Regions from separate parts of the Drosophila melanogaster genome. Here region 2 is linked to region 1. A link is a contact called in public Hi-C data. All regions are on one chromosome and are shown on one strand. The core of a region is the stretch at or near the end of the contact, and the rest is flanking DNA. Distances in the headings are between cores, read along the strand shown. Region 1 holds the start of lncRNA:CR45196 (long non-coding RNA:CR45196). Region 2 holds the start of ps (pasilla).

Evidence for each region. A called contact is a pair of places that touch in the nucleus more often than the background predicts.
Region 2: a Hi-C map of the Kc167 cell line shows a contact between it and region 1, with 4 times the contacts expected there. The contact joins the promoter of ps here to the promoter of lncRNA:CR45196 in region 1. A contact is called at or near these places in 5 of 107 Hi-C or Micro-C datasets (the Kc167 cell line, the S2 cell line, eye imaginal disc and 1 more).

Annotation. Positions count from the first base shown.
Region 1 is chr3R:9,224,665-9,231,903 of dm6, reverse strand. lncRNA:CR45196 (long non-coding RNA:CR45196) reads right to left here and starts at 3,771. Exons shown (of 3, transcript NR_125121.1): 1 at 3,752-3,771; 2 at 2,052-2,542; 3 at 1,627-1,912. The region is part of intron 3 of pum (pumilio); the gene reads left to right.
Region 2 is chr3R:9,415,254-9,422,701 of dm6, reverse strand. ps (pasilla) reads right to left here and starts at 4,762. Exons shown (of 7, transcript NM_001202270.2): 1 at 4,702-4,762. It overlaps alpha-Man-IIa (alpha-Mannosidase class II a), which reads right to left. Exons shown (of 5, transcript NM_079567.3): 4 at 6,210-7,272; 5 at 5,438-6,113. The coding sequence ends at 5,964.

The DNA of each region.
Region 1 (7,239 bases), core at 2,522-5,021:
GGAATGATAAGCTAATTAGTTAACCATGTTTGTATATGTATGTTTGTATTGATAACTGATGGAATATCAATAGTTTTACATGATGGGGTAGCTACGAACAACTAAAAGGCTGCTTCTTCTCTCCTGTCAATGAGATGAATCATCTACTTTGCGTTTGTGAACCCAAGAGAATGACAGTTTTCTTGCCTTACTTAAGTTCAGTGCGTTTGCCACTACATTCATTTGTCTTATTATACGCTGTTTATTTAGCGAACTAAAACTCGATAGTTGTCAATTAAATAGGCGAAACCAACTTGACAAAACTGCCGATAAAGAGTGCTCAAAAATAAAGTTATGACCAAGTGCCCTTAATGGAGCTCTTACATGTTTAAATCGAGAGTTTATTCTCAAATAAAAAGAGAGTGCCAAAACTTTAACCATTAAATTTCATTTGATTATTTTCTCTTGTTAGATTAATCAATAAGTTGGCTTGATAGCTAGTGGTTATGGTTTTGTCATTGTACTTTTTCTTCCAATTTTGGCGAAAACTTTTCGTTTCTTTTCGTAACTTTCTTAGGAATTTTATTTTGCGCCTCATAAAATAATTGTTAAGGGCATTGCAATTTACTAAGTTTGACCATTTTCTATTGCTGAATGGAGATCGATATTTGCGTGATTATGACTATGTGACAGTTTAATAGAATCTTTTTTTGTTCGAGATTGAGTTTTAAAGATTTTTTGTAGCGCCTTTATTTCTGATAGTTATAGAACTTGCAGAAGAGGACCATTGTGTGCTGATTCTATTATTCTTGAACTTCTTGTTTGGCTTTTCATTATTTCTACTCGCCGTCCGTGCTGCTTTATTCGTGTCTTTGCTACACTGGCTAATGGAGATAAATGTGGAAATATAGGGGAAGCGAAGAAAGAGGCGGGGCTGAGATACATAGATCCCATTCCGGTTGCAATCTTTCAACCTTATAAAGCCAGAACATTGCACATGCGGCACAACCACACGCAGATACACTTGGATACTCACACACCTGTCTGCTCACCTGTCTGTTGCCGGTAAATCTGATGACTTGAGAACTCGACTACTACTACCACTGGCATTTTAGCCAGAAACAACTGGCAGCAATTTATAAACGAAAGAATTTAATACTGGGAACTAATGAGTTGGCGATGCTGTGCAAGTGGGGTGGAGAAGAACTTCTCGTTGTGTCACAATTGTTTATAGGAAATGCCATTTTAATTAAAGAATTTCACTCGTCTAACCCTCTCGTCTCGCTCACCCGTTCGTGGCGTCCCTCTCTGACCTCTGCTTCAGGTGATTCCCCTTGTCACCTGGCACTGCAATTTCCTTTTCACTTCCTTCGCACACAATGCAGGGTTTTAATGGGCAAGTGTTGGTTGGCCCGCAATCGATTATGTTTTTATCAAGCAAATTGTCGATTCAAAACGGTTCTGGGTTGTGCGGGCCTTTTGATACCCTGCTCGCTACACATCAGATTAATTCTTTGCTTATTAATTCATGTTTATTTATGATATTACTTTCGCATTTGATGTTTCTAGCTGATTTTTTTTGTTTATAATGTAAATATTTGTGTAAAATGACGATTATTCTTGGTTTAATTACTCTTTGTGGGTTGACTTTTTGTTTCTTGTGTCACCCTTTTTTCGGTTTACTTTGCATCAACTTTGAAATCTCTCTCTCTCTCTCTCTCTCTCTCTCTCTGAGCGTAGAACCAGCAGAAGAAGAGGAGAAAGATATTTATTACATTTATGCGAGGACCAGTCGGAATAATAGTAACAAAATAAAGACCTCCTGGCTGGAGGTAAAGTAAAGTTGTGCAAAAGAGAGTTTTCGCAAACTTGTTGTTGTTGTTCTTGGGGTTTCTGTTCCGTTGTTGATGTCCTTTATCTTACCCTTGTTTTTCTTAAAAGAAGAAAAGAAAAATATATGTGAATTATATGAATTTGCATATTTTGTTGATGGGAAATGGGAAAAACTAAAACATATGTAATGCATTGTATATTGAAACTGATGTATTATGTACATCTTTTCGAGTATTTACCGAGCTGCTACTACTACGCCAGTTTGTGGGGGGTAAAGAAACGCAGGCATCGGCAATATTTCGCCAAACTCCTTGCATCCTTCCCTCTAGTTATCTCTCTCCCCCTGCTGGGCCCACCTGCCACGTGCTGTCCCTGTCCCGCGCGCTTCTCTCTTCCAGAACTATCTCTCCGCTCTCTTGCTTCCACTTATGGCTTTGCGTGTGTGTTTGACGCGCTCTTGTTGATGTCGTAGGTCATTGATTTGCGCTTAACAGCCGGGCGGAACGGAATGGAATGGAATAAAAAGGGGAACAGAAGAAAAGCAGCGGGTAGGAGAAGACAGAGAGAGAGAGAATGGGAAAAGGGTAAAAACGATTCTTCTGCGCTGTTGTTGTTTTTGTTGCATTAAGTTTGCTCATTGTTTCACTTGCCTTGGTTTGTGTTGTTTCCCTGCATGTGGTGCATTCTGCTTCCTCTTTTGTTTCTTCTGTCCCTTCTTCGCATTCGCCTTCTGCACAGTAAGAAAATTGGAAATGATATTTTTCGAGCGTTAAGATTTGATTCTTAACAATACAAATTACATTGATTAAGATAGCGTCTTGGATTTCTTACTTATTACTGAGTTATGAGTTATTACTTATGTGTGAGTTATGTGATTGGATTGATACGAATTTAGTTTTTTTCTGTGTACGCGGTGTTCTTATTACTTGCGATTCTTTTATGCTGCCTGCCTCTTTTTTTCTGCGAATTCTCATCTTCATCCAGTTCCCTCCTTTTTCCACACAGTTTTCCCCACCCCTTACTCTCTTTAATGTTTTTTTGTAGCTTTTTGTGCGCGTAATGATTTTTGTGTGCGTGTGTGTGTCTGTGGAATTTGTCTCAGTGTGAGGCATCTGATTTTGAGCGCAGCTTTTTTCCCCCGTTTCGTTTTGCGTTTTCTGGTTGGATAATGGGTTTCCTAATTGGAACATCTCTGTTAAGAAGCTTTTCGAGCATTGTTGATTGTTTTTGTCGTCCTCCTTTTCTTATTTTTGCTTATTTTTGTTTTCCAATTTGATTTGGAAAAGCAAAAAAATCCAACAAATTTGTTACTTCCATTGTTAATAAATAATTACATCCGTTTTATGAAACTTATGTTCGCATAAACTTTCGGGGTTTTGTAGCGTGAATTATTGGCAGTCTAGAGTTTTGTTCAATTTAACATATGTAAATAGCCTAATTTTATGAATCTCTTGAAAACTTAATTCATTAAAGAACGATTTCGTGCCAGCCTTCCGGGATTTTATGATAAGGATTACCGCATACGTTCTAATCTTCCAAGGATATAAATACATATATTTGCATTTTTGATTCTGATTTGTCAGTGATTGGACTTTTAATTTACGCCAACTGCTTTTTTTTTTGTTTCCCTCTTTTTTCCTCTTTTTGGCCCTGCTGTAGACTATAACCACTTCCACCTCTTACAGCATACCAACCAACCCGCCTCCTATTCTTATAAACATTTTCGTTCTAATTGAACAAATGCCGCTAAACCAGAGTCTCTTCTCTTTCTCATCTCTTTCTATCTCTTTTCCGACTCTTCTTGTCTTGCCAATTAGCTGAAATGTTTGCAATTTTCCAACATCCAAGACGCTCTGCTTAAATGATAATGTGTGTGAATGTTTATTTTCTGTGGCACAGTGGAACTTGTATTATAACCATATCGACAATCACGTTTTACATTTTTTTTAAGATGCGAATTCTTTAGCTACGAAGCTCTCTAGGCATGGAAAATATATTGATGATGTAGTAATGGATTTTATAGAATGAAAAAAATGTACCTAAGCGAGTAAAATTGTAGTTTCTGCTGTTCAATGTGGCAAATGCAACGAAGCCAACTACGGCGTCGACGTTAACTTCATAGGATTTGATTGATTTGCATTGCCGGCTAGACCTGGTTTAGTGTGTCTCTCTTTCTCGTTCTCTGCTCTACACTTCTCACTTTTGAGGTTATTGCTTTTTATTGTTGCCACATTTATCTGTCTTCTGGCACGTTTCTCCCTACCATCTCGACCGGGTGGTGGTCAGCTGAGATGGCAGCTGCTCTATGCGTCACTCCCTCGCCAAGCTTACTATGCTCACACTCATTTGCATTAATTAAATAAAGCATTTCAAATGCAGCGGCAAATTGTTTGACAATTTAATTTCGTTTTGCTGTTTGACTTGGCTCTCCAAACGATTTTAATTGCCAGCAACTGTCGCGAGCAATTTAATTACTTGGAGGTTAAGACGGGCGATTGGATAGTGAGCATGGAGGGATCTACAGCTTTAGTTGAGTGGTTATGATTTATATAGTTAATCTTTGGAAAAAGTTTTCTTTTAGAGGTATGTAATTATATTATATATACATTGTATTATTATTGAATATTACAACTATTTACATATGGTGGTAGGCCATTTAGGTTTCGCATAAGACGGATCTTTGCATCCCCTACTCTTCGCGCTGAAATCAAACAGCTGCTTGAGCTTGTGTTTGCAAATCATGATCACTTACTCCGCTCGCTCATTCGCTCACCTCTGAGATACATGCACACACACATGCACAAAACTCCGAGAGAGCTTGATTGCCCACTCATAAGCTCGGCTCTCTCTTCTCTCGCATTACGTAAAAAAAACTATGCCGAATTCGGCTTAGCAAACAAACACAAACAGAGACAGACAGATAGAATGCTAAGCTTGCACGTGTGCGGCTAATGGGAGAGCGACAGAGAGGGTGCCAGAGCGGGGGCGGTGAAAGAGAGAGATATGTAGGGGATCCACCAACCCCTGACCCTGCCCGTGTTCCCCTTCATTAGCGTTTCTCTTGCTCTTTTTAAACAGCATAAATTGTTGCTGATTATGTTATTGTCAGACAACAGCTGCTCACCCTCTCCACCTCTCTCTCTCTGACTCTCGACGATACATGTCCACTTGCTCTCCACCTCTCCGCTTCTCTTTTTCTCTTTCGCACTCACGGTGAGATATATTTTTTGCGAACTGTGGAGCGTAGAATTTTCAGTTTGGCCGCAACAGTTGACTCGTCTGCATGGAATTAAATAAGTGTGTGTCTCTTTTGCCGATCGTTAAGCACGTTTTTTGTTTTTTGCCCAAAAAAACAAAAGATATAATACAAAAAAAAAGAGGAATAAGAAACCGACAAGTGAAAATTAACAACAAAATGCTTTAAGCCAACGAGTGCGCTTGTGCGTGTGTGTGTGTGTACATAGTAGTATATAAATCTAAATGTAAATTGGTTTTTGCGTGTGAAAATCGCAGCTGAGTGTGGAAAGTTTGAAATCGAGAATTCCAAATCAGTATTGAATTTTTGAATAAATCATAAATTCATATACAAAGAAAATATATATCATACATAGACACACGGCGTGTCCCCACCGAAAATAAAGAAGAATCGCCAGGCGGCAAAAAAAAGAAAAGGAAAGAAAAAAAGCCAGTGTAACGTGTTTCACATTCGCCCTGTCCCTTTCTCACTGCTCTCGCCGTCGCGCACTGGATCGCCGTGTGTTCTTTACCATCAAGCGTTCTCACTCGCACAGCCTGTCCAATGATGAAATTACTGCACGACTTCATTTTGGACGCTCGCACCGCCGAGGATGTTGCACTCACACAGGAAATGGTAAATGACACAAAAAGCTGCGATCCCTTGAACCCCTTCAGTCACCTGTTCCTTGAGAATGGGTACCCCATTTACGTGTTTAAGCTGGCAAATTAACCCTCTGAAGATGAAAAGATACTGTTTACATTCTAGGCTTCCTCAAATATTTCAATTTCCACAAATTATGCACTGGCGCCCGAAGAGGGACGCAAAAAATAAAAATTGAGTTTTAAGATAGTTTATTTTAAATGTAGTACATAAGAACAAGTAGTTCGTAAAAAAGTGCTAAACTTAGAAACACAACTCATTTACCTTATTTGCCATCTCTTATGGGAAAATAATTATGATTGATTGCTTTCTGGTAATGGTAATGGTAATGGTGAACGGCGATGCCGACATCTTGAAGTTCATTCCGTTTAGTCTGTCTTGGATTCCGTAGATCCAACCGGTTAATGAATGAGTTTACGTCTAATTGCACTTGCTCTTGATATTTCTTAATTGCTTTTTATCGAAGCAATTCTACCTGTTTGAAGTCAGTAGCAAATATCAACACGAAAACATAACTGATTTGATGAAACAGACTTTTGCGATAAACGGTTTCCAACAAATTAAATCAGTAAACTTATAGCTGCTTTAGAAATGTCGATAACATATCTAAACAAATATTAAACTGAAATGGTAATGGGAATACGTTAAATGTATTGAAAGTACGTGTTGAAAAAAAGAATTCCAGGTACAATGGAATTGTCTTCTACCGAAAATTACCCCATCTACTTTATGCATATTTTTCGTGAGTGCATTATTTATGATCATTGAGTCAGTCACAGATAAACTCTTAACTGAATAGTAGAGAAAAATGGCAAGGAATAAGCTTAATTGACCAATGCATTGGTCAATGGGGCATCGATGTGCTGTTGCCACTTAAGTCTCATTTAATTATATTCATTACTGTATCAATCCACAGGGTTGTTTAAACAAGTTTGTTAACAGCATATTAGTTAAACGAGTGGCGAAATAAATTATATTATTACTGATAAAGCAGGGCTATTAAGATGTATTTATTTAAAACATTTCAAACAGCCCCATTTAGTTCCCTTTGCGCACACACGAGATAAGAGAGACACGTTTCATTCATGCTCTTCTTGTTACTGCTGCTATTAGATAATGGCACAGCAAGAAATGCACACTAAGAGAAAATACGTAGCATTTATAATGTAATGCTAAACTTGAAATGAAATATTTTTTTCTCGTTTTCTGTTAAACAAATGCAACTGTTAAATAACATATCTAATTTGATTACTTCACTTATTTCTGTTTGCAATCGTAGTCCACCGTGAATTTCAAGAAGTTTTTTTTTTTTTTTTTTTTTTTTTTTTTTTTTTTTATTAGATGTTTTCATATTTTTATTTAGTGTAGCCTCCCGATCTAAATCCCCAGCATAGAATGTAGCTTCGGTTTCTTCTCTGTGGCTATTTTTCGAGTGGGGGGCCTGGAGCTTTTTAGATAAAAACGCTTTGCGGTTACCTCTGGCCCCTTCTCTGCTGACTGCAGTTGATTTTTCGCTTTTTCTTTCGTTT
Region 2 (7,448 bases), core at 3,513-6,012, 190 kb before region 1:
GTCAGCCACTCGCCGTCTCTTTCTACGTCCTATTTGCCTCTCTTTCGACGATTCCTATTATTGCTATTATGTATGTATTTCGCTGGGCAGAAAATTCCTCTAGATTATTGCTTATTGTTATTTGCTTAGCCCTCCTTTGTTTTCATTTATTGCTGATGCTTCTGGTCGGAGTGTTTTTGTTTGCCTTGCTCATTCTGCTGCCCAGAAATTTGTTACGTCACTTTGGCTGCGACATTTCATTAACAGTAATTCAATTGAACGACGAAGCCCAAGCAAAAGTACATGCATTTTTTCCATTATTACAAATGCAAGTAATTTGTTATGGCAGATTTTTTGTTTTCATTCGATGACGCGTTGTGAACTTGAACGGCGCCAAAGTCGATGGATGGGTAATTGTAATTGTAATTGCTGTTCGTTTGTTGTTTTCATTTATTTTTTTCTTACTGCGAGCTTACCTCCAATGGCTTTCAATTGATGTAGCCAATTAACTGAGACGGCAATTACTGCCTAGTCGATAGATAGTCTGCCAAGCGATATCCACGGGCATTGGTTGCAATTAAAAGTTCGTTGAATATTTATGGACATAGCGCGGCAAGGTCGCTGGGTTGCCGGACTTTCCAGATGGATTAGAGATTATCGAAAGCTAAACAACAGGTCAGAAGCCCATTAGCTATTAATAAGAGGAATAAGTGGAAGCCTAACGAGGCTCTGACTAACGCAAAAAAAAGTGTATTCAGATTTGTCTATAAAAAGTGCAACTCCAATCAAGTCATTAAAATGCCGTAAGCTTCAATTAATTATAAGTATTATACACACAAGTTTCGAATATTTCTTCATTAAAATGAATGGCTATCATTATTCTACGTCAATGAGAACACAGAAAATATAAAAAATATTGGCGAATTTTAAGCTACTTAAAATCCATTAAGCCGGAACTAGTCACATGACGCAGACTGTATAAGAACGTAGCTTCTATTGAATTACAACACCAAATGGGAATCAAATAGGAACTCCCGTCAATGGTTAGCGAAACTTAAGATGGAACACCCCGAAATAGAAGAAGTTGTCTGGCTGCCAGCTTCCATATGGAAAACTTGTGGTGGCCACAATTTCAACCCCTAGAAATTACTGCGTCGCGGTGCTCCGATCCTCAAGTGATTCTATTCATTCAACCATTTATTACGAGCCAATTTCGGAGGCTTAGAAATTTTTCCCAGAAAATCGAGCACTTTAGTTTACCGCCGAGTTTGCAGTTTTGCACTTCAGTAATAGCTTCAGTGCGATGGTGTGGAGGGGGGTGGTCCCTAATCGACTCGAAAATGGGGCTCGGACTCTCGGCTTATTAGCCGAGCCGAGAGAGACTCCGGGTCGAAATCACCGCCGTAACCATTACGGCAAATAGGTTAACAGCAGTTTCGTGCCTTTTGCATGAACACGGCCCTCTGTGGGTAAGCGTGTGTGTATGTGTGTGCTTGTTTACATAAACCTTTTCTCGTTTCGTTTTGGCTTAATTTTTCCCAGTTATTTTGTGGTCCCCTGCACATTTTGCACCGCGAAAAACAGGATCTTTTATTGGAGATCAATAACTAATGATTATTCCAAGATCAAAGTTCAAATAGCTGTTAGAGTGACCTAATTTCTGACATGCTGCGTGCACACTGCGCCTTTTGGCTGAAGTCAGCTTGAGTCAACTGATGGAACTTACTTTTAAAGCTAAATACACCTCACTACTATTTCTCTCTGTGCAGTGCACCTCCTTCTTCTCCACCTCCTTTCTCCATTTCTGTTTTCTGTAGCTTTGCCAGTGGTGCAGCAACAGCAGCCGTAGCAGCAGTTTAACCCACATACGAGCTGCCCCACCAAATTGCGCAACGGGGGCGTCCAAATGGGGGGCGTGGACAAAGGGGTGGGCGGTGGTCGAGGGGCTGTGAGAGAGGTCGACAGTGTGAATGCAAATGAAACGAAACAACAGACAAGCGGACAATTTAATGCCTATTTGCATTTAACAGCAGCTGGGGAAGAAAAAAAAACTAGAATCAAGTGTCGGGTTAGGCTATGAAACGAGCAAATTGATGAGCAGATAAACGTAAAGGGCGGTGGGCGGGTGTTAGTGGGAAAGGTGGAGATGAGCTACAACTTTGATTAGCATGCCAGATGCAGATGAGAGAACGAAACGAGAGATGTAGGAGGAAAAAACAGAGTGAGAGAAAGAGATCGGCCAATCAGCAGTACATATTCAAACCCATGTAGGAATAGGAATATATTCATTCGCATTCACATTCCGCGTAAATATGCTCCAAAGCAATTTCATTCGATTGCGCAAAGGGGAAAACTTTAAAGTTTAAATTCAGTCGAAATTCTACAATTCAACTAGATTCCATAAGCTAAATAACTATTTACAATGAGTCAACCAAAGATTTGGGTAGTTAAATAATTTGAATCATTCAACGGGGAATAAATGTTAACAAAGATGTTGAAATAAATTGAGTCATATTTCCTCGTCACATATCAATACGGATACTTTCAATGTGAAAGATACAAAAAAAGAAATTTCCCTTTCTGCATTAGAAAATTCTGAGAACCACAACATGTACCTGCCTTATGTTAAACTATGCTTAATCCAAGAACTTATGACTAGTTTGAAATATATTCACCTTTCTGCAAGGAGTCGTGCATTCAGCTGCAATTAATTGAGTGTGGGTATAGATAAGAACACCTATATATGGTACTTTAAGCGCTGACTGGCTTACGCAGTACGGCTTTACAATATGTTTTAAACTTTTTTGACTTTTTAACTTTTACTCGTTATGCGCTTTCCTTTGCTTTTTTCTTCGTTATTTGGGTAATTCAATTATTCAATTATTGTTTCATTTCGAGACGCGACAGTGGTTTTTGCTGTAGTTGTTGTTGTAGTGGATCCTGAATTTATTTTGGGACTTTTTACTTTTCGGGCTCAGCTGCTTCTGTTGTTGCTGTTGTTGCTCGCGGTTTAATTTAGAACAATTACACACACACACATATGTTACCGAAGCGAAGCGCAAAGTTTTTAATATATATTTTCAAAATATTTAGCGCCTGCTTACGCCTTCCCTTTTGCACTGCTTCATCCGCCTTTGCTTTTTACGTTTTTCCGTTCAGTTTTCGTGCGCGTCTTGTCTCAGCGTGCTTTTTTTGATTCTAACGACAACTTTGCGTTTGCTGCTAGCAGCTGAAAATTTAACATTTTTCCACTCTCTCCGCTCTCTGCGCTCCGCTCTGCTCTCTGGCGCTCTTTTGTATCTGTGTGCCACGTACACGTGCCCGTCCGATCACATTTCTATCTAACATTCGGACTCGGGAATGTGTGTGTGTGCGTGCGTGTTTTCTTTGTCCGCTTTGCATTTTATACATTGATTTTTAAATTCGAATGCGGGAAAACAGCTTCGCTCTCGCGCTCTGGACTTTTCTCACTCTCTCTCTCTCTCTCGTTTCGCTTATTAGGGCACTAGGTTTTTCATGCAAACGTTGGAAAATTGCTGCACGTTCCTGCACACAACCACACGCAAGTCAGCGACAACTTTTGCATTTCCTGCGCCAAAAACGCAAAGCTTGAAAAATAATATCGCCTTGAACGAATTGAACTTCTATCGCATATTTGCCATTCAAACTGTTTATGACATAATAATTGAGCAATGCCATATGTTGAAAAGAGCTCAAATCGGAAGATGGAGCGAGAAATAAAAGGCGACAGTCTTAGAACGAGAAAAACTCGTTGTTCGAAGCGAGCAAACGAAAAACATTTAAATAAATATATAAATTATGTATACGCGCTGTGTGCGTTGCGTTTTATCAGCGAATGAGAGGGACGGTGCGAGAGAGGGAGAGAGCTAAAGCTTCACACAGATACAAATTGGCGCACGCTGGTGTGCGTGAGCTGCTGCTTTGACACACTTTTATGTGACGTCGTTAATTTCGTTTTCTTTTTTTGGTGTTCTCGTTCTGGTTCTGCTGCTCTTTTCCACATTCTTTTATACCCTCCTCTTTCAAGGAGCTTTGCTTTTGAACATTTCATAGGGACGGGAAGAAGAAGACGAGTTGGAAATTCAAACACATGTTTGCCCGTTTTCTATTTTCCTTATCCAATCAGACGTTTGCGTTCCAGTTGGATTTTCGTTTTCAGGTGTTAATTGAATTTGTATTTCAATTTCTGTTACCTCCGCCTCCTCCTTCTTCACCACCATCTCTTCCACTTCTTCTACCAGTATTTATGTAACCAGCATGAGCGAGCGAGAGAGAGATGGAGAGAGAGCACATGCCAGGGCATAGATACTTTTTTTTGGCATTGAAACAAAACGTAGTTCACAAAAAGCACACGCAAACCAGCACACGACACGCGCACACAGATACACGCCACGAAAAAAAGAACTTAGAACAAGAACAACTCAAGAACCCAGCTTAGACACACACACACACACACTCACGCACACATTCGTACTTGATTTAATTAAATTAAATTCCAGTCCGCCTCAAAAAACAACAACAACAAGAACTAGAGCTGCAGATACTCTGCGATTTAAGCGACACTGTGTGTTTTATTATTCGTTTTAGTTGGATTTTATTCCTCGTAATTGTTTTGAACCACTTTTGTTTAGATGCCTTGTTTTTGTTGCAGAACTTGACAAGCAAACACACAGGCAGCCACAAACATATAAACAAACTCACTGGCGACCACGATGATCTGAATCTGACGCTCTGACTCTGTGACTGAATCCAACTGAACTGAAATGCGGATTCCAAACTTGAAAACAGCGAGCTGACTGAGATTTTTGTTTCTGTATAGAAAAATTCCGATGGTCGTCGTTGAAGAGAGCGCGAGAGCGTATCTTACAGATACAAATACGAATTCGGATTCCGATTCGGATTCGGTTTTGCTTTCGTTGCTCGTTTCGGATTTTGAAGAGAGCGAACTGCGCAGCGATTCGCTCTCTATCCAAAACAACCACTTTACACTCAATCCGGATTTCCATTTCCATTGTGCATTTTCCAATTCCGCGCTCTTAGTATCTCTATCTCTGTAGGTCATTCTGGCAATAATAGTACCCCGCACTGGAGCTGATAAGATTGCATTCTGTTTTTCATCCACTAAAACTATAACTCATGATTATGGCTTTAATTAGTCGTCTCAAAAGCTCGTTTCATAATCCACATAAATTCAAAACTTAATAATGCAAAGATCAACTGTTTACTAACATTCATTACTTACAATATTAAAAAAAAAATTAAATGTAATGTTAAAAATTAAATTAAAATGTATTTATTTTAGTTTACTGAGAAAAATTAAATATTCATAGAAAGTGCATTCATAACTTACCAACAACACGATTCTAACTAAAGCCTAAATGACGATTTTGAATAGTAATACAAATCCTTTCCTTTTTCGAATAAAAACAGTCGTTATGTTTTTAGTTTAGAATAGCACGTAAAAGTCGATTCTAAATGAGACTCAATTTTATTCAATTTGTAAAAAACAAACGTCGAGATTAATATCATTGCAGTTGCGTCATTATCACTAAGCCTACTTTACAGTTAAACGTTAGTTATAGTTACGATTCATTGTTATAGGCAATAACCCCATTGGGGATATCGAGTACAGACATGTATTGCTTGCTGTGGGACTGGATGGATATCACAAAAAAACGTAAAAAACTAGGGGAAACAGAGTAAAACGTGTAGTTACACGGGGGTGCGAAAAATACACCGCTGCGTCATAGGATTGAATTTCCAAACCCTCGTGTGGAAGCTTGAATAAATAAATGATACGTAGTATGGATTACGCATTACGTCTTTCGGTGCAGTCAGTGCTTAAGTCGAACATTAAACGAAGATTGCCTGTATTGCAGTGGATTAGCGTCCGAGATTCATAGGTTGTGAGATGGTCGCTTGGCTTCAGTTTCTGCTTTATCCTTTGCCATAACACGTTGCGATCAGCTTGAGTGACTGCTCACATAAGCGGCGGTTTCCATGGGGCACACTTCCGGCGCCACCATGCCATCCAAGTGCTCCAAATTCTGCAGGAAAGTCAGCGTCGTGCGCTCGCATCTCGCCACATTCGGCAGTAGGTGGCACACATCCAGCTGACGAACGAACAATTAGTCAAACAATATTGTTAATTATAAATAAATACCATTTCCACTTTCTTTGATATTAATATAATAAACTTCTAAGCTCACCTTCTGTGTATGCTCCTCTGGAGTGCCGCATTGCATCAGATTGGTGCGGTGCAGAACGTAGCCTACTCGCTGGGTTTTGGCCGAGCTCTTGGTTAAGCGTCTCATCACCGACACATCGAGATCCTCACGAGCCGAAGGATGATCGCCACCAAATTGCCCCTGTGCCCCGATCCACTCATTTTCAGCGAATATAAACTTGTCCAGTGGATCCAGCAGTGACTGCGATGCTTTGTGAGCGGCACTTGTCAAATAGCCGGCAGGATGAAGCTCTGACGGTCGGACACAGTTGTTAACCTTCTCCAGCACCAGCCGATAAATATGCAGCACCGGCTTGTTGTCCAAAACACCCTGTCCCAGGCCGCGTTCATCATCGCTGGCCAGGCGACGATCTTGCATAATCTCTAGCTCGCCCGAGGCCAGAGAAGATCCACCCAGCGGTTGACCCGTGAGGAGAGTGAGTCGCGTATTGGCATCCTCAATGAACATACCAGAAGGTATGGGATAATAGTTGGCCTGCAAAGGTAATTTGTCCAAACGCCGCCTCTTGATAAATTGCAATCCATTGAGATCCGTGTAGAAGATATCGCCGCTGTCGATATGCGTCTCCAAGCGCATCACGATCTCCGTGTTGTCCAGTGAGCCTATATCCACCAGATTGCGAATCTCAGGTGCACCACCGCGCATTATCGTCTGGTGCACCACGCTCGGAAGTCCCACGCTCACGGACGACTCCAGTTTGCCCTTAGTCACCAGGACCACTGGCTGGCCAAGCTCGACTGGCGAAGCTGGTCCATTGGGCAGGAACAGATAGGCACCGGATCTATCGCCATGCGATCGAACGCCATACTTGAGGAACTTGAAGTGCACCGGTACATGTGGGCTATCCTGAGTAAGCTGAATGGACTTAAGGAGACCCTGCTCCGAAAAGGCCAAGGTGGGTCCGTTACCAACCCGCAATGAGATCTCTCGAGGATCGCCAAACTTCACATCCTCCGGATATTGGCCCAATGGTAACGAAGTCGGGTTTTTACGGAGCAAGAGATTCGATGCATACGAGGTGTGCCTGTAAGTAACATTGAAATGCTTATTGAAAAAGTATAAATAAATAGTATAAATAGAAGACAATTACGGCATCTGGTTAATGAAATATTAATATCAATAAATAAAACCTGCACTCTATAATGGTTTAAGGAAACGGCATAGCGAAACGTGTTACGAAAATGTACAATTAATACAGAA